4 separate regions of the Mus musculus genome follow, and all the other regions are linked to region 2. The links are chromatin contacts, called in public HiCAR-type and HiChIP or PLAC-seq maps. All regions are on one chromosome and are shown on one strand. Each heading gives the region's core, a stretch centred on a gene start, on an enhancer-like site or on the middle of the called end of the contact. The rest is flanking DNA. Distances are from core to core; before and after follow the strand shown. Region 1 holds the start of Rpl22l1 (ribosomal protein L22 like 1). Region 2 holds the start of Fndc3b (fibronectin type III domain containing 3B). Region 3 holds the start of Eif5a2 (eukaryotic translation initiation factor 5A2). Region 4 overlaps 1700112D23Rik (RIKEN cDNA 1700112D23 gene).

The links. HiCAR-type assays count read pairs that join an accessible place to other places. HiChIP or PLAC-seq counts read pairs in DNA pulled down with a chosen protein or histone mark.
Region 1: a HiCAR-type map of astrocytes shows a contact between it and region 2, with 2.9 times the contacts expected there. The contact joins the promoter of Rpl22l1 here to the promoter of Fndc3b in region 2. A contact is called at or near these places in 10 of 39 promoter capture datasets (3T3-L1-derived adipocytes, the C10 cell line, cranial neural crest and 6 more) and 1 of 115 datasets of contacts at active chromatin or transcription factors (astrocytes).
Region 3: a contact with region 2 is called in a HiCAR-type map of astrocytes, with 3 times the contacts expected there. The contact joins the promoter of Eif5a2 here to the promoter of Fndc3b in region 2. A contact is called at or near these places in 5 of 39 promoter capture datasets (embryonic stem cells, liver, pre-B cells and 1 more), 1 of 115 datasets of contacts at active chromatin or transcription factors (astrocytes) and 1 of 9 other capture datasets (embryonic stem cells).
Region 4: a contact with region 2 is called in an H3K4me3 HiChIP or PLAC-seq map of embryonic limb bud, with 4 times the contacts expected there. The contact joins the enhancer-like site here to the promoter of Fndc3b in region 2. A contact is called at or near these places in 5 of 39 promoter capture datasets (cranial neural crest, frontonasal cranial neural crest, hippocampal neurons and 2 more), 5 of 484 Hi-C or Micro-C datasets (the N1E-115 cell line, cortical neurons, cranial neural crest and 2 more), 7 of 115 datasets of contacts at active chromatin or transcription factors (the NIH/3T3 cell line, astrocytes, embryonic forebrain and 4 more) and 1 of 9 other capture datasets (liver).

What each region holds. Positions count from the first base shown.
Region 1 is chr3:28,803,914-28,807,433 of GRCm38.p6, reverse strand. Rpl22l1 (ribosomal protein L22 like 1) reads right to left here and starts at 1,926. Exons shown (of 4, transcript NM_001347226.2): 1 at 1,891-1,926; 2 at 842-931; 3 at 576-697; 4 at 10-247. The coding sequence starts at 1,899. The coding sequence ends at 103. It overlaps Gm32950 (predicted gene, 32950), which reads left to right and starts at 2,083. Exons shown (of 3, transcript NR_166194.1): 1 at 2,083-2,172.
Region 2 is chr3:27,708,961-27,712,498 of GRCm38.p6, reverse strand. It overlaps Fndc3b (fibronectin type III domain containing 3B), which reads left to right and starts at 2,047. Exons shown (of 26, transcript NM_173182.3): 1 at 2,047-2,153.
Region 3 is chr3:28,779,816-28,783,410 of GRCm38.p6, reverse strand. It overlaps Eif5a2 (eukaryotic translation initiation factor 5A2), which reads right to left and starts at 2,134. Exons shown (of 5, transcript NM_177586.6): 1 at 1,998-2,134; 2 at 1,195-1,395; 3 at 579-683. The coding sequence starts at 1,359. It overlaps 1700112D23Rik (RIKEN cDNA 1700112D23 gene), which reads left to right and starts at 2,289. Exons shown (of 3, transcript NR_166152.1): 1 at 2,289-2,440.
Region 4 is chr3:28,746,167-28,749,591 of GRCm38.p6, reverse strand. The region is part of intron 1 of 1700112D23Rik (RIKEN cDNA 1700112D23 gene); the gene reads left to right. Among named protein-coding and RNA genes, the nearest start is that of 1700112D23Rik, 33 kb to the left of the region's middle. Within about 2 kb of position 1,476, at least 4 of the 459 cell types and tissues checked have an H3K27ac peak or open chromatin away from gene starts, as enhancers often do. A contact at or near this core is called in embryonic limb bud, where this site is marked.

The DNA.
Region 1 (3,520 bases), core at 677-3,176, 1.1 Mb before region 2:
AACCATACATGTTTTTATAGAGTGAAATGACTTTTATTTTCTCATAAAGTCCAATTTTATATTTCTTTAGAATACTTTCATTGTATTACAAGCAGAGGCCAATTAGTCCTCAGACTCTGAACCATCTTCATCTTGACTAATCTGGAAATAACGAAGTTCGTAAGTCTCCTTGTCAGATGCGACCACACGTAGCCAATCACGGAGATTATTCTTCTTAAGGTATTTCTTGGTAAGATATTTCAAATACCTTTGAGACAAAACCATGAGTTTATTAGATGTGTGATCAATCCTATCATGAAAACACGCACTGCCACATTTGTAACTCCTACTCACTAGGACTTTGGTTTTAAGAAGCAACCAGGACAAGAGCAGCCTCTCAACCCCCTAGTACAACACACCATGAAATCTGCTGTCTGTTGACTCAAAATATACTAATATTCCCCATTTATGAAATGAAATAGACAGCAAGAGTCATCCTGACTCATATGCAAACACCTTTAAACAGACTAACAGCCATTTTCGCAGACTAATGCCTACGAGACATCCCACCACAACGTAAAAACAGAAGAACAGACCTTTTGGAGAACTGTTTCTCAGAAACAACTGTGATTTTATTCTTCAGGCGTTCAATGTGAACAACATTGCCAAGATTTCCAGTTTTTCCATTGACTTTAACCTTCTCCCGTAGAAACTGTTCCTATTTTCAAACAGAAAGAATGCAAAACTAGGGAAGGAAACCCTAGATGGTCACTAGGGAAGGTACCCTAGGAGCACAGCTTAGGTTAATATCAAGTACTACATTTAAATGCCAACAACTATGCAATCACAGTAAGACACTTACAAAATTTCCAGAGTCAAAAATTCCATCTTCTACTGGATGAGTAAGGTCCAAATGAAACCTCCAGGTGGACTTCTTAGGCTTCTTGTCTTTCTGCTAGACATAATTATGATGCCATTAAAGCAGTTTATTCAGCTTAGACACTGAATTCCCAAGAAAAAAATTACCAACTCAGCATACATCTGGTATAATGGGTTATACACAGACTTGACCAACACCTGAAGGAGCCTGTGCTCTATGTAAAGGTTACTCATTAGCTTGGTTTAAACCAATGTTTCAATTCCCATGAAACGTCATCATTTCCAGTTAAGTACCTTCCAAGTGTAAGCTTATTTTAGTAGAGAAATCTTGCTTGATTATGAAGAACTGCTTCCTACTGTAACTGATGTTATTTCCAATTTCAAATTAAAACACCCACCTGGGTGCTTTTCAAGTTTTATCTGAACTTAAAACACCATTTTTAGGGTAATGGGTCTCTTTATGCTTTATTGTAATTGGTCCAAACAGAGTCACCTAAATGGCTACCAATTAATAATACCTTCACCACCCTCCAATTATCGCAAACCCGGAACTGGCATTTGAGTGAATGACGGGGTGGACTCGCTCACTGCCGTGCAGTGAACAGGCAGTCCCGATGGGGCCATCAGACGTCACTCAGTTTTGAATCCTTACTCAGCAACCTTATTTTTAACAATTTTGGTTATAGTGACTTTCCAAATGTTTAAACCACGCTCTTCAAACTGCTAACGTCATTGCAACCGCGGACCTGGCCACTTAGGCTCTCTTCCGTTGACAGGGTGACCACAGGCCATGGAGAAACCCAGAGGCCCAGAGACCGACCGCGCCCGCCGATACTAAGCTAGTCGCGGGCCCGGCTCCCGCCGCGCAGGCCGCACGGCACTCACGGACGGCTCCGCAACCCGGATTCTATCGTCCCAGTCGAGCCGCCAGGCCGACTCTCTTCCCACCGCCTTCTCTCCTGCGGCGCTCCCGCTCGCTAGACGCAATAGCTACCTGTAATACCCGAGCCCCGCACACGCGCGCGCACTCACCGGCGCCATGTTGAGCTGCAGCCGTGGGAAGAGAACGGGCTTGCGCCGCACGCACGCTTTTATATAAAAACGTGCTGCGTCATACGCAGAGCGTGCGAAATACGCAACTCGGAACCGGATATGCACGGAGTGCTTGGCAGTCACCTAGGAAACGGAGGCGTGGCGTTGGGGGGCGGGGATGCCCTGGCGTTTGGTTTCCGCCTGCGTCTTCGAGTGGGAAGCCGGAGCCGACTGATTCTCTGCTCTGGCTGTGGACTTTGCAAACTTACAAACCAGAGTGGAGTAAGTTCAAGGGATGCAGGAGTTATCTGTTATAATTCAGGGCAAGGCAGACTCTCAATGTTGCTTTATGATCGTCTCTATTATGTTGCGATTATAGTCCTCCAGAGAAAAAGTTCTATGCTTTGCCTAGCTTTTAAGGTAGAGGATGTCCTTCTGAGAAGAACAAGTTGAGTACACTTTGGGTTTATTGGATAGGCATAATTTATTGTACTTTCTACTTACTGACTCACAATCTGCTGAAACCTAACTATCAATGTTTACAAAGTACACTAGGATGGACGTACCTTGATGACAGAAAGTAAAAAAGCATTTGAATTTTGAGCGGTTGTAATTGACGCCAGGTCAGAAAAGTGGTGAGGCTGTTGGTGTTCAGTAGTATACGTTTCTGTTAGTGTGAAACTCTAGTATTTAGGGACAGGAGATGGGATGGACTTTAGTTGTTGATTTGGAAAAGGCCCTAGAATGTAAGAGTTGTGTTCTATCCAAGCGATCGGTAATAGGCGTTAATACAGTGTAGGGTATGGTGCTAGTGGTGCTGAGGTTTTAGAAGAAATCAATTTCATTAAATTTTAAAATCTTTTTGCCTTAAGAATCACAAAAACTTTTCGTTCCAAATGTTCAGGCAGGGGCCAGGGTTGACATTTCTTCCTAAAGGGCTTCCTGTTCTGCAGATCAAAATGATCATTAGATATTTTGAAAATAGGCCATTAATTGACATTTAAAATTTTTGTTTTGCTTATCTTTGGCAACTTTCTGTGTCATAACAATAACCACTTAAGCCAATTATTTAAAGGAGATGAGAGACTCCCAGGACTCAAAGGGAGGAACCTTAGATGAAACACCCTACAGTAGGGAGAGGAACTTTTAGAGCCCACCTCCAGCAGGAATACAGGACAACAAGTGAGGGATGGGGTTGCCATCCCACAGTCACACCTCTGACCCATAATTGTTCCTGTCTGAAAGAATTACCTGGATGGAAATGGAGAGGAGCCTGAGGAAAAGAAGGTCCAGCTACAGACCCAAAGTGGGATCCAGCTCAAGGGGAGGCCCCAGGGCTATTACTGAGGGAGGCTATGTATAGAGTGTTCACAAAAAGGATCCTATCATGACTGCCCTCCAAAAGACCCAACAAGCAGCTGAAAGAGTCAGATGCAGATATTTGAACCCAACCAATGGACAGAAGCAGCTGAACCCTGTTGAATTAGGGAAGGCTGAAAGAAGCTGAGAAGAGGGTCTGTTCTACAGTAGGAGGCCCAGCAGTCTCAATCTGGACCCTCAAGATCTCTCAAACACTGGACCACCAACCAGGCAGCATATACCAGCTGATATAGGCCCCCAACACACATAC
Region 2 (3,538 bases), core at 798-3,297:
GCATGTTTCCTTCCCAGATAGGGCTAAGATCTAAGATTAGAGTTGTATTTTAGAACGATGGGTACAAGAGCCCTTTGGGGACATTGACATGAAAAGTGTCACTGAGGAGAGAGGGTTCAGCTTGGCTGCACTCACTATCTTAAAAATAAAAGAGAATTGTAAATCCCATGAGGAAAAGAACTGTTTGTTAGGGTTCATATGTTTGCTTGGGTTTTAATAAAGTAGTATTTCCTGTTTTTATGTACAACAAGAGTGACAGAACCCTTTTGGTCTTTGTGGAACACTATAATAGTAGATGCTGGTGGAATTATTCAGAATAACTAAGTAACAGAGGAGGGTAAATTATTTGATCTAATATCCCTGCTTCTAGAAATTTTTTTTTTTTAATTTGCGGGCAGTATGGCACAACCCCTTAATCTTTGACAGAGCCTATGCAGCAGGAATATAGTATATATTTAATTCATACACAATCGATAGCTAGTAGATCCTTTTGCATTTGACACATACAATCCAGATAAATGACAAGAAACAGTCTTTAGGGGCAACAAGATAGCTCAGTGTGTAAAGACACTTGCCCACCGTGTCTGACAACCAGAGTTGGAGTCCCAGAACCCGTGTAAGGTAGACAGGACTTTTAAGTTTCTAAAACTCACACAAAAACCATGGCATGTGTATACCTGAGGTCACACACACATTCATTTTTACAATAGAAATAAAGTATGCCCAAACTAAATATTAATAAAAACTAGAAGGAACTGTCTTTAGTCTTTCGAGTAAAGATGTCTAGCCGGAACTGAAAGGGACAATAGACATTTAAATTTTGGTATCATAAAATTTGCTTATGCAAAATGCTGTGGGAAGTTAAAAGAATAAAAAAAAAATCACTGAAAGATTCTTCTGGGAATTACAATTGGAAAAGGAAATATGTGTTATAAGTGAAAAATAACAAGTCAGCTTTAGTAATTACTGAGCAAATACTGCATTTGCAGTGATGATTCCAGAATCTCATTCAGAGTCTCCCAGTTCTCTTCAGCTCAGACAAGAGAAGCCCCGCTGTGTGTAGCCTGGCTTGGCTTATGGTAAAGGGAGGCCTCGCCGAGCTACCGCGAGCTTGCTCTTGTAGTTGCGCGTGTACTGGGAGGCTTACGGCAGTGGGCGGGGCCCGAATCCCCATGTGGTCCCGACATCATTGACATGGCGGAATCCCCCATCAAACCCTCCTGGTAGTTATTTGAGCAGCGGCGGCGGCCGGAGGAGGCGGCGGAGAGCAGCGGCGGGAGCGGCGCAGGGGACGGCGGGGATCCCGCGGGCGGCTGGCTGGGACGGCGTGGGCGACCCGGATTGCGGGCACCCGGAGCCCCGTTTCAGCCTGAGGGGAGGTAAGGCGTGCGGGAGCGGCGGCGGGCTGCCGGGGGACGTGCCACCCACAGTCGCTCTCGGGTCCCTGCGCTTCGGAGCCCGGCCGGACTCCGAGTCTGCACGAGTGCGCTCCCGGCCCCGGAGCACTCGGGGATGCCCGAGGAAAACTTGGCTGCCGAGTCCCGGTCGCGCCCCGACCGCTCGGCTGCCCGAAGCTCCCGGCCGGGTAGGGGGCGACCCCTCCAGCCCCCGCTCGCTCGGGAAGAAAGCGGAGGATGCGGGGCTCGCAGTTCCCCTCCTCCCCGGGCCGTCGCTCCGAGGAATCCGCTCCCCCGCCCAGATCCCCGCGGCAGGACCGCTGCCTGGGAGGGGGAGGGCGCGCGGCCAGGCCGAGGAATCTTCGACGTGTCACTTTGGGAGGCTGTAGATTTCCATATGGTGGAGGGAGGAGGGCGTGCGTGCGCGCAGAGCTGGGATTCGGGGCTGCCTTGGCCCCCTTGGGGGTGCCGGGCTGTGACCCGGGACCCGGGATGCTCGCGGGGAGGGTCCCTGGGCGACCGGTCGCCCCCGCCCCCGCCGGGGCCTCTTGGGGACACTCCCCGCCCGCCTCTGGCCACCTCTGCGCGCCACGTCCTCCCTCCCCGTCCTGCCCCCTGGGCTCCCCCCGGGCTGGGGGCGGGAACCGGCGGCCGCGGCTGGACTCGGCGAGCCAGGCGGCTGCAGGCTCGGGCGGGGGAGCGGGGCGCGGCGGGAAGCAGAGGACGACCCGGTGCGTGTGGGCCAGCGGAGCGCGGGTCAGTCGGTCAGGCTCGAGGGGCGCCCCTGCCGGGGGTGGGGCGGCCGGGAGACCCAGCGGGTGGAATCCGCGCCCCGAGGCGGCGGGCGGGCTGGGCGGGCCGCGGGGACCGTCTGGTTCGGATGGCAGGCAGGAACGAGCTGCCGTGGGAAGGGCCTGTCAGTCCTCGCGGAAAGCGGGGCCCGGGGCCCGGGGCCGTGACCGCCTAGCGTCCCCAGCGCCCGGCCTGGGGAGCCTGGGGGACTCTGCGAGCGTCCCGGGAGACCTGGCTGGGCCGCCGGGCGGCGCCGCTGGCCGGGCGCCTTCCCGGAGAGAACGGCTGGGGTTGGAGATTTTTCGAATCTCGGCTCCCACCCGGCGATCCCAGACGAAGGAAGCACTGGCATTTTATCCAGACAGTGCGGATTGCAGACTTCCTTAAAAGTTACAACTTTTTATTTTCTTTTCTCTCAGGCCCAGCGTTTTCTTTAAACAAAATGTAGAATTTGGCCGCGATGAGGCTGACGCTGGGGCCAAAAATGCACACGTTTATCTCCATCCCGGCTAGTCCCCCTCCCCCTCTTCCCTCCCAGGCTTAATCATATTTTGGAACTGGCGAGGGCTTTTGTTGGGTGGGCACCCTTGATTGCTTGTCTGTTTATTTTTTAATGTGCAACTAATTTGATTTGAATTTCCTCCAGTTTCCAGGCCTTACTAGGAGAAGCTAGGGGAGAGGGAATGTGCCATTTTTTTTTCTTTTTTTTATAAATGTGGCAAGAGGTGGGGCATTGGGAAAGGGGAGGCACCCTGGTTGTGGCAGAGAGTTAGTAGGAGCAGACAGACCCGGAAGAAAAGGAATCCATTCTGGAATAACATTCTTTTTTAAAACAACAACAAAACAGTACAAAAGAAAGTCAGGTTTTGAGCAAAATTTCACTGCTCTGTTCAGATTTGAGTGCGTGGCGCTCCCGCATCTCCAAGTATCGGCTGGGACCCTGGGAACTTGAGTTATGCCACACAGCGCATGCATGCATAGCAACTCTGACCTGGTTTTGTGACTGGTGTGGGGGCTGTTGGTTCGCTCCTCGTTGGAGGCTGACTGTGGATGCAGTAAAGACTGGGTTCAGTAAATTTCCTGGCTCCCTGGGAGCAGCTGTTGAAGAGGGTAAAGTCCCTGGACATGCTTCTGGCCAGGAGGGCCAACCGGAGTTCATGCTTACCGAGACGCGAGATACGCGGCAGCCTGGCTAAAAGTGAGGCCTCGTTGATTATTGTTTTAAAAAGTTGCTCTCTTAGTATTGTCCTTAAACTTGCATGTGCTTTTCAAGCATTTTATTTTGATGCTTATGAGAAAAAGCGTTTGTGTGACAAGATCGTGTTCCTTTAGCATCTGTTAGCACTGTC
Region 3 (3,595 bases), core at 885-3,384, 1.1 Mb before region 2:
GCACAACATCTACAGCCAATGAACTAAGAAGAATGAAAATAGGATTCTGATATAGGAAATGTGAAGCAAAACAATAGTACTTGCTGTTATGCACAGCTACTTATGGGCGCACACTCTCTCATTCAACCCACATGTCCCCCTGGTTTGTTCGGAAAGGCAGAGGTTTAGAGAAGACACACACTTTGTAAAAGACCATCTAGCTAGAAAGTACCAGAACCAGATTCAAACCTGGATTTGATCTCCAACACAGGATAGCCAGGCACAAAGATGCAACCTACAATCTCAGCATTCACAGGCAGAGGCCCGAGTGTCCGAGACTGAAGATCATCCTTGAATAGTGAGTTCAAGGCCAGCCTGAGACCTATGATCTCCTACTTCACAACAGAAAAAGGCACAGAATATTAACAACAACAACAACAGAACTAAACAAAGCACTATTTCTCTAATCTGTAAGATAAGTGGAGTCTAGTAACTGGTAAGGAATATACTCTATAAAACTACTCTCAAGTCTTGTCAAACTACTACTAAAGAGGGTGTTTATACACTTCTGAAATGCTGTTAAAGAAATCAGTACTTACTTGATAATCGTTTCTCTTAATATTTGGAACATCCATGTTGTGAGTAGAAGGACAAATGTCTTCATATTTTTTGCCAGTGAAAATGTCAATTCCAACAAGGTGTACCTGACAGAGGAGAGAACCACAGGAAACATGTTTAATCTCTGTCAGCTATGTCACTCCCTACACAGCAGCACAATCCCAGCTCTGACTGTAATGGAGCCTTTCACCTCTTCCAAGGTCATCTTACTTTCTTTAAAAAAAGTTGCAGTGACACAGAACGAGATTCAGTAAGTACCCAAAACCCGAACAGTTTCATGGCATCAAAACTCAACACACCACACACGTCAGCAAGTCAATTAACAAGAGTCCACAGAAAGTGAAAACCAAGTCTCTTAGAATTAGAAGAACAGGCTTGTTTCTACTAAACACGGATTTAAAAAAGTTTTAGTTTCCAGTTAATGAAACATTCTAAGGGTCCGATTAAATGGAGAGCTTTACTGAGAGTAATGTCTGACCATTCAAGAGACTGAGGGGAAGGAAAAAAAGTTATTTTTCAATATAGAAACCTCACGATGTAGAATGGAACACGAATGATCTTAACGGTGAAGCCAAAAAATGACTTGGAAGGGCCTACCTTGGCATGACCATGCTTCCCAGTCTTGGAAGTTGACATCTCCACGATTTTGCATGGTCGCCCTTTGAGCACGACGAAGCCGTTTTTGCGCAGGGCTGAGCACTGCATAGGATAAGTGCTGGAAGCCCCTGCATCTCCAGTAGTGAAATCAATTTCGTCTGCCATGGTGGACTGGGGAGATGTGCGGTTTTTCTGAGGGAACTATGCGAAAAGTTTGTTTGCGTTTTAATAACCGGCATGCAGGCGGGGTTATGTCTCATTTTGAAGACAGGTAGCCGAGCATCACTAGCCCGTTATGTTTGCATTTATAGAACACCCACTCTGAGTGGAGTATACTTTGCCATTCAGGCCTCTGAAAACTTTTCCAGCCCTTGGTGGGAGGTGGGGAAAGGAGCCGCAGAAGAGCTCGCCGGAGAGTGAAGGCGACACCAGCGCCCAGCCGGCAGGTCCAGTCCCCACCACCCCACCGCAAGAAGTGCCCACGACCTTCCTGCGCCGGGATGCGGGGCCCGGCGCCTCCCTCCGTCCCATCCCCGCTGCCAAGGTATCAGCCAGGCCGCAGGTTCGGGGAAGACTGGGACAGGAGCACCCGGCCGGTTGCACCTGGCCCTCAGTGCGCCTAGGACCCGCAGCGGCGCCGCCCTGGCATCCCGGTTCGGCCCAGCGGTAAAGGGCCCTAGCTCCGGCGGTCCCGCGCTTGCCGCCCTCCAGTTCCCAAGCATCTCGGCTCCTCCCCTCGCCCGGACCCCAGCATCACCGGCTGCATCCCCCGCCGCCCCGCCGACCCGGCCCCAGGTCTTCACCTTCCGGCCCCGCACCGCACGCCTTTGCTGCGTCCGCCGGTCCCTGCGGCTGCGGCGGCGCTGGCGGCCGCGGCTGGTCCAGGAGACGGGGCGGGGCCGCCACGCTTCCCACACCCGGCTCCCCGCCCCGGCCCGCCCAGCCCGGGCCCGCCCCGCCGCGACCACACTTCCGGGATAGGCCCCGGCGCGCCACAGGCCCCGCCTCCAGGTCGCCCATTGGCTCGAAGCTTCCCGAGGTCCCGCCCCGTCACGTGAAGCTCGCCCTGGCAACCCCACGTGCTGCGGATTAGTGCACTTCCGGCGTGCAGAGCTGCCTGCAGTCGACTGTTTGAAGCTTCGCAGTGTTCCCGGGCGAGATGCATCCTCATCTTCAGTTCGGCGCCCAGTTGACCTTGGGGACGACTATTAGGACCAGGTAGCTTGCTCTGGGCCCTAGCACGCAGGTGCGTGGATGCTGTCACTTAATGGTCTTCAAACTCTCAAGTCCTGCTGATTTTGCAAGAGTCCCGAGTGTTGGTGGAGTGGAACTTTGATTCAAGCTTCTGGTACAGCTTGCAGCCCTCCTTGGGGCTGGAATCCGTGCTTGGAGCTCGAAGAGTGCTAGGTGTGGTATGCTATTTCATGATTCTGCATTGTAGATCCTCAGAGGACTCCAGACACTATGACGAGGTGCTGGTGAAGTCAGCAGTGTTCTCAGGGGCGGGAAATCCCATGTACCCGAGACTCTACGGTGACCTTTGATCTTCCTGGCATCGGTGTGCCCTAGAGTTTGAGGTTTTGTTTTTGTTTTTGTTGTTAAATGATTAAAGACAAAGATTCTCGAGAAGTGTGCTTTCCTTTCACAGTTTTATCATAGCTTCATCTCTCACCTTGGAAAGAATCAAGGTAATTAACTGACCACCCCACAACCCAGTTCATGTTGTTCAGTGATTTGGTATTGCTGTCCTATAAACAAATCTAGTCTCATAGTCACTTACACGTATATGCAGAACACATTTCATTTGTGTTGTCTAGAAGCAATAAGCACATGGCTTCCATAAAGTAAACTCTGCCTCTTGTTACAGAAAGAGCCGAATTAGGACCCCTGGCTTCTGAGTTCCCTCTGCTTTTCCCTATTGTTGTTGTTACTATTGCTCCTGCTAATACTTAAGTAAGAATTACATAGTGTACTGTTTCATCTCTATTATTAAATCTTGACTACTAAAGTTTTTGTTTAAACTAAGGTTAATGTTAGAATATATATGAAATAAGATTTAAGAGGCTTGAAAAAGGAAATCAGATGTACGATCACCTCCATTGTCAGGATATAGTAGAATATTATCACGTTCCAAAATTTTCTGTGCCTTTTGGTCATCAGCCCTCTTTTTCACCCCTACCTTACACCCAGCCAGACCTTCCCAACTATTAACAGTTACTCTTTTACTCCTCATTTTGAATTATGGGGAAAGGCTGGGCAGGACAATAAGGCAGGGTATAAGAGCCACTCATAATCAAAGTTGAAATCACTTCTTTGTCTATCACCATATTCATGTAAGATTTGTATGTGGACCCAAATGACTATTTAATTCGACAAATACAGTGACTTTTCCCGAGGTCTC
Region 4 (3,425 bases), core at 227-2,726, 1.0 Mb before region 2:
GTAATAGAGAGTATGATTGTGATATAGATTGACAGGTGACTGAAATGCCAAGGGCCAGCCTTGGCTTGGAGAGAGGAGTTCCTGAGAGAAGGAGTGTCTGGGAGCAGTGAGACAGATGACTCAAAGTCAAATTGTGGGTTACAAGTTGAGGGCCTATGTTCTGCTCGAGATGAATCTCTTTCTCTCTAGCGTTCTCTTACTATTCTAAAAACTCTAGATAGCTCATTTCTTGCAGATCAGAAGCCCAGGCTTTTATTTACATATCCATTCAGTCATCACCCCAGATTCCCTTTTGATTATCCCATTAATCAGCATCCCAAGGCCCCAGCTTCTTGAATCCTAGAAAGCAACAGCAAGCACAAGCACAGACAATTACTATACCTGGGTGGGACCCTACCCTGAACTTACCATTCCTACCACACCTGGGCCAGGACCAAAATTCCCTCCATCCCAGGGTGACCTTGAACTCAGGAATCTGCTTGCCTTTGTAAGCATAAACAGCAGCAGCAGCAGCAACAACAACAACAAAAAACACCTTAGTTGGGTGGGATCTTGCCCTGTGATCACTACTCCCTAAATCTCTTTATCTCCTTCCTTAGTATCTTTCTGACCAGCTGGCTCATAGTGCAGCTGCCTCTGTTCCTTTAGATCTCTGAAGCTCCTTCTACAATTCATATTGCATCCTTATATTTTGCATAGTTGAGAAATTATGTAGTTTAGAACTCATGTTTTCAACATTCTTTCCCACAGCCTTGAGAGCTGTCCTGAAGATGTCAGTTTGCTGAGACATTAGATGCACCCTCACTTCCCAGACTCTTGCTGTCTCTGATAATCATGGAGTCATAATCTAAATAATGTACAAACTATGTACATTATTATACAAACGAGCCTTATACCCACAGCAACCATCGACACTTGTGGAGGCCCACACACGGTTGGCTCTGTTCCATGTCCCTTACGCATAGCAAAGCAGGACTTGGCACTGAAGCAATACAAAGAGAACATGCCCCATCCACGTATTTTGAAGAAAGCTACTAGAACAACTTTTGTTTTTTTTTTAATGTATATGAGTACACTATAGCTGTCTTCAGACACAGCAAAAGAAGGCATTAGATCCCTTTACAGGTGGTTGTGAGCCACCATGTGGTTGCTGGGAATTGAACTCATGACCTCTGGAAGAACAGACAGTGCTCTTAACCTCTGCGCCATCTCTCCAGGCCTGCCAAAACAGTTCCTTTTTTAAACTACATATCAAATGTACTTTTTATTTTATGTGTCTGAGTGTTTTGTTTGAATGCGCATCACATTTGTACAGTGTCTGCAGAGGCCAGCAGGGAGCATGAAGGTCTTTAGAACTGAACCTGGGTCCCCGCAAGAGCAGTGAGTGCTTTAACTCCTGAGTCCTGTCTGCAGCCTCAGAGTGTAAGTGGGCTTGTGCCTGTGAGTACAGGGACTTTGAGAGAGGCATGGATTTCCCTGGAGCTGCAGTTACAGGCTTGTAAACTGCCTGACACCTCTGCAGGAAACAACTGCTGAGCCGTTTTCCCAACTCTCTTAGGGCAATGCTTTCAACTAATAATTTTGTAATTACTGAATATCCACAAAAAAACCTTAGTGCCTGTTTCACATCAAATACAGAAATGGAGACCAACCACACATAAACCTTATACATAAACCTATAAAAAAATTTAAATATAATGTAAAAAATTTAAATATATTTAAATTGTCTTTGTGGGTAGGAAAAAGCTTTTTGAGCAGGATATGGAAAATTAGTTGCTATTAAAACAGATTAATTCGCTTATATCATAACAAAATGTTTGTCACTGAAAGTGTAGGAGAAAGTTGTCAGTTTTAGATAAAAGAAAACAATCACACACATCTATTTGATAATTACTCCCATCTCCCAAGGTTTGCTAAAGTAAACCCCTGTCCCAGAGGCCACTGTGATCGCCACTGTTTTCAAGTACAATGTGTCATAACATTTTTCTTTACCTCATTTTATGTGCACTTGAGAAGAATGTATTCATTTGCTGTGTTTTATAGTACATGTACATGTGCAGTACATTAAATAATCTTGGGATTATAATATTGATGGGATTAGACACAATATACCTAGTTCTAATGTTTTTCTTTTGTCAGGAGAATAGATTTTGCCAAGGATGCTTAGAGTATCGTCAATACCACAGTTGTCTGCTCTGTTTTATCATCCTGGTTTATAGGTAGGCTAATCTGTTTTGGGTTGACCATGTGTCTTAAAGGAATGCCATTAATAGAAAACTGCTGTTTCCCAATCCCCACTGTTACAACTGACTCAAGCCAAGATTCATCAACACATGGTAAACCCTGTATAAAAAATGTTAGGTGTCATATTCTCTATGTGACACACCTCTTAGGACACTAGTTTACAAGTTTTGAAGTCACACCTTAGCCAGGTGACCAAGTAGCAGCACCCAAAGTAGAGCAGTCGAGTGCTGCGTTTTGTGAGATGCTGCAGTAAGAAATTCAAAAACTCAGTTGTGGAAGATTCTTGACAAAACATCCCATACTGATTTAATCAAGGGGATGACTGGACAGATCCAAAGATTGGGCCATTTTACAAGATGGCTGACCCCCAGGAACTTTAGTGTCACGGGAGGCTTGAAAAGTAGTGAGAACAGTCTAGATTGAGAGAGACCTCTAGAACACAGGAGCAAGTACAAAGGAGGAAGCTTTACTGGAGCCTGGCTTACAGCTCTCGGGCAGAAAGATAGATGTCCCGTTTGTGGCCGGGTATTCTACGGATACGGATACTGTGTTTCGACTCCTTGTGAGGTTTTGTGTTAGCCACCACCCACTGCAGGAGAAGCTTCTCTGCTAAGAACCCAAAGCCCCACTTACCCTGGGCGGAGAGATACATACTTAGAGGGTGGTTTGGTACTGTGTCCATTAGCCGAACAGTAGTGGTACTTTCATCCCTGGAGCCTATGAGCTCCCCAGCCGTTTTAAATCTTAGTGAGATCCAAAATTACCAGGCTTGTGTTTACTCCTTCAGAGTCTGCCTTTAATTAGAATGTGCTTGGTTACCCTGTAATTAATATTCATGAAATTTTAGCATCTGTAATCTACTTGCAAATGGCATACATATGCCAACATATCACAAGGAAGATGGAAACATAGCTCATAGCCATGGTTGAAGGTATGAACGTTTTTATTGTATCCTTCCTTCCCATATTTATGATCCTTCAGGACTATGGGACAGTTCTGCAATGTTGACACCAGGGGGTGCTAGTGCTTTTCAAACAGAGCTGAGCAGGCAAGCAGCTGACTGCAGATCCCTTAGGAACCACCTGGGGGACACAGATTTCAAGCCTTTCATTTTGCGGCTCTCCCCTCTTGTTTGCATTAATATCTTCTATGAAACACGAAGAACTGCGGGGATGCAGGGT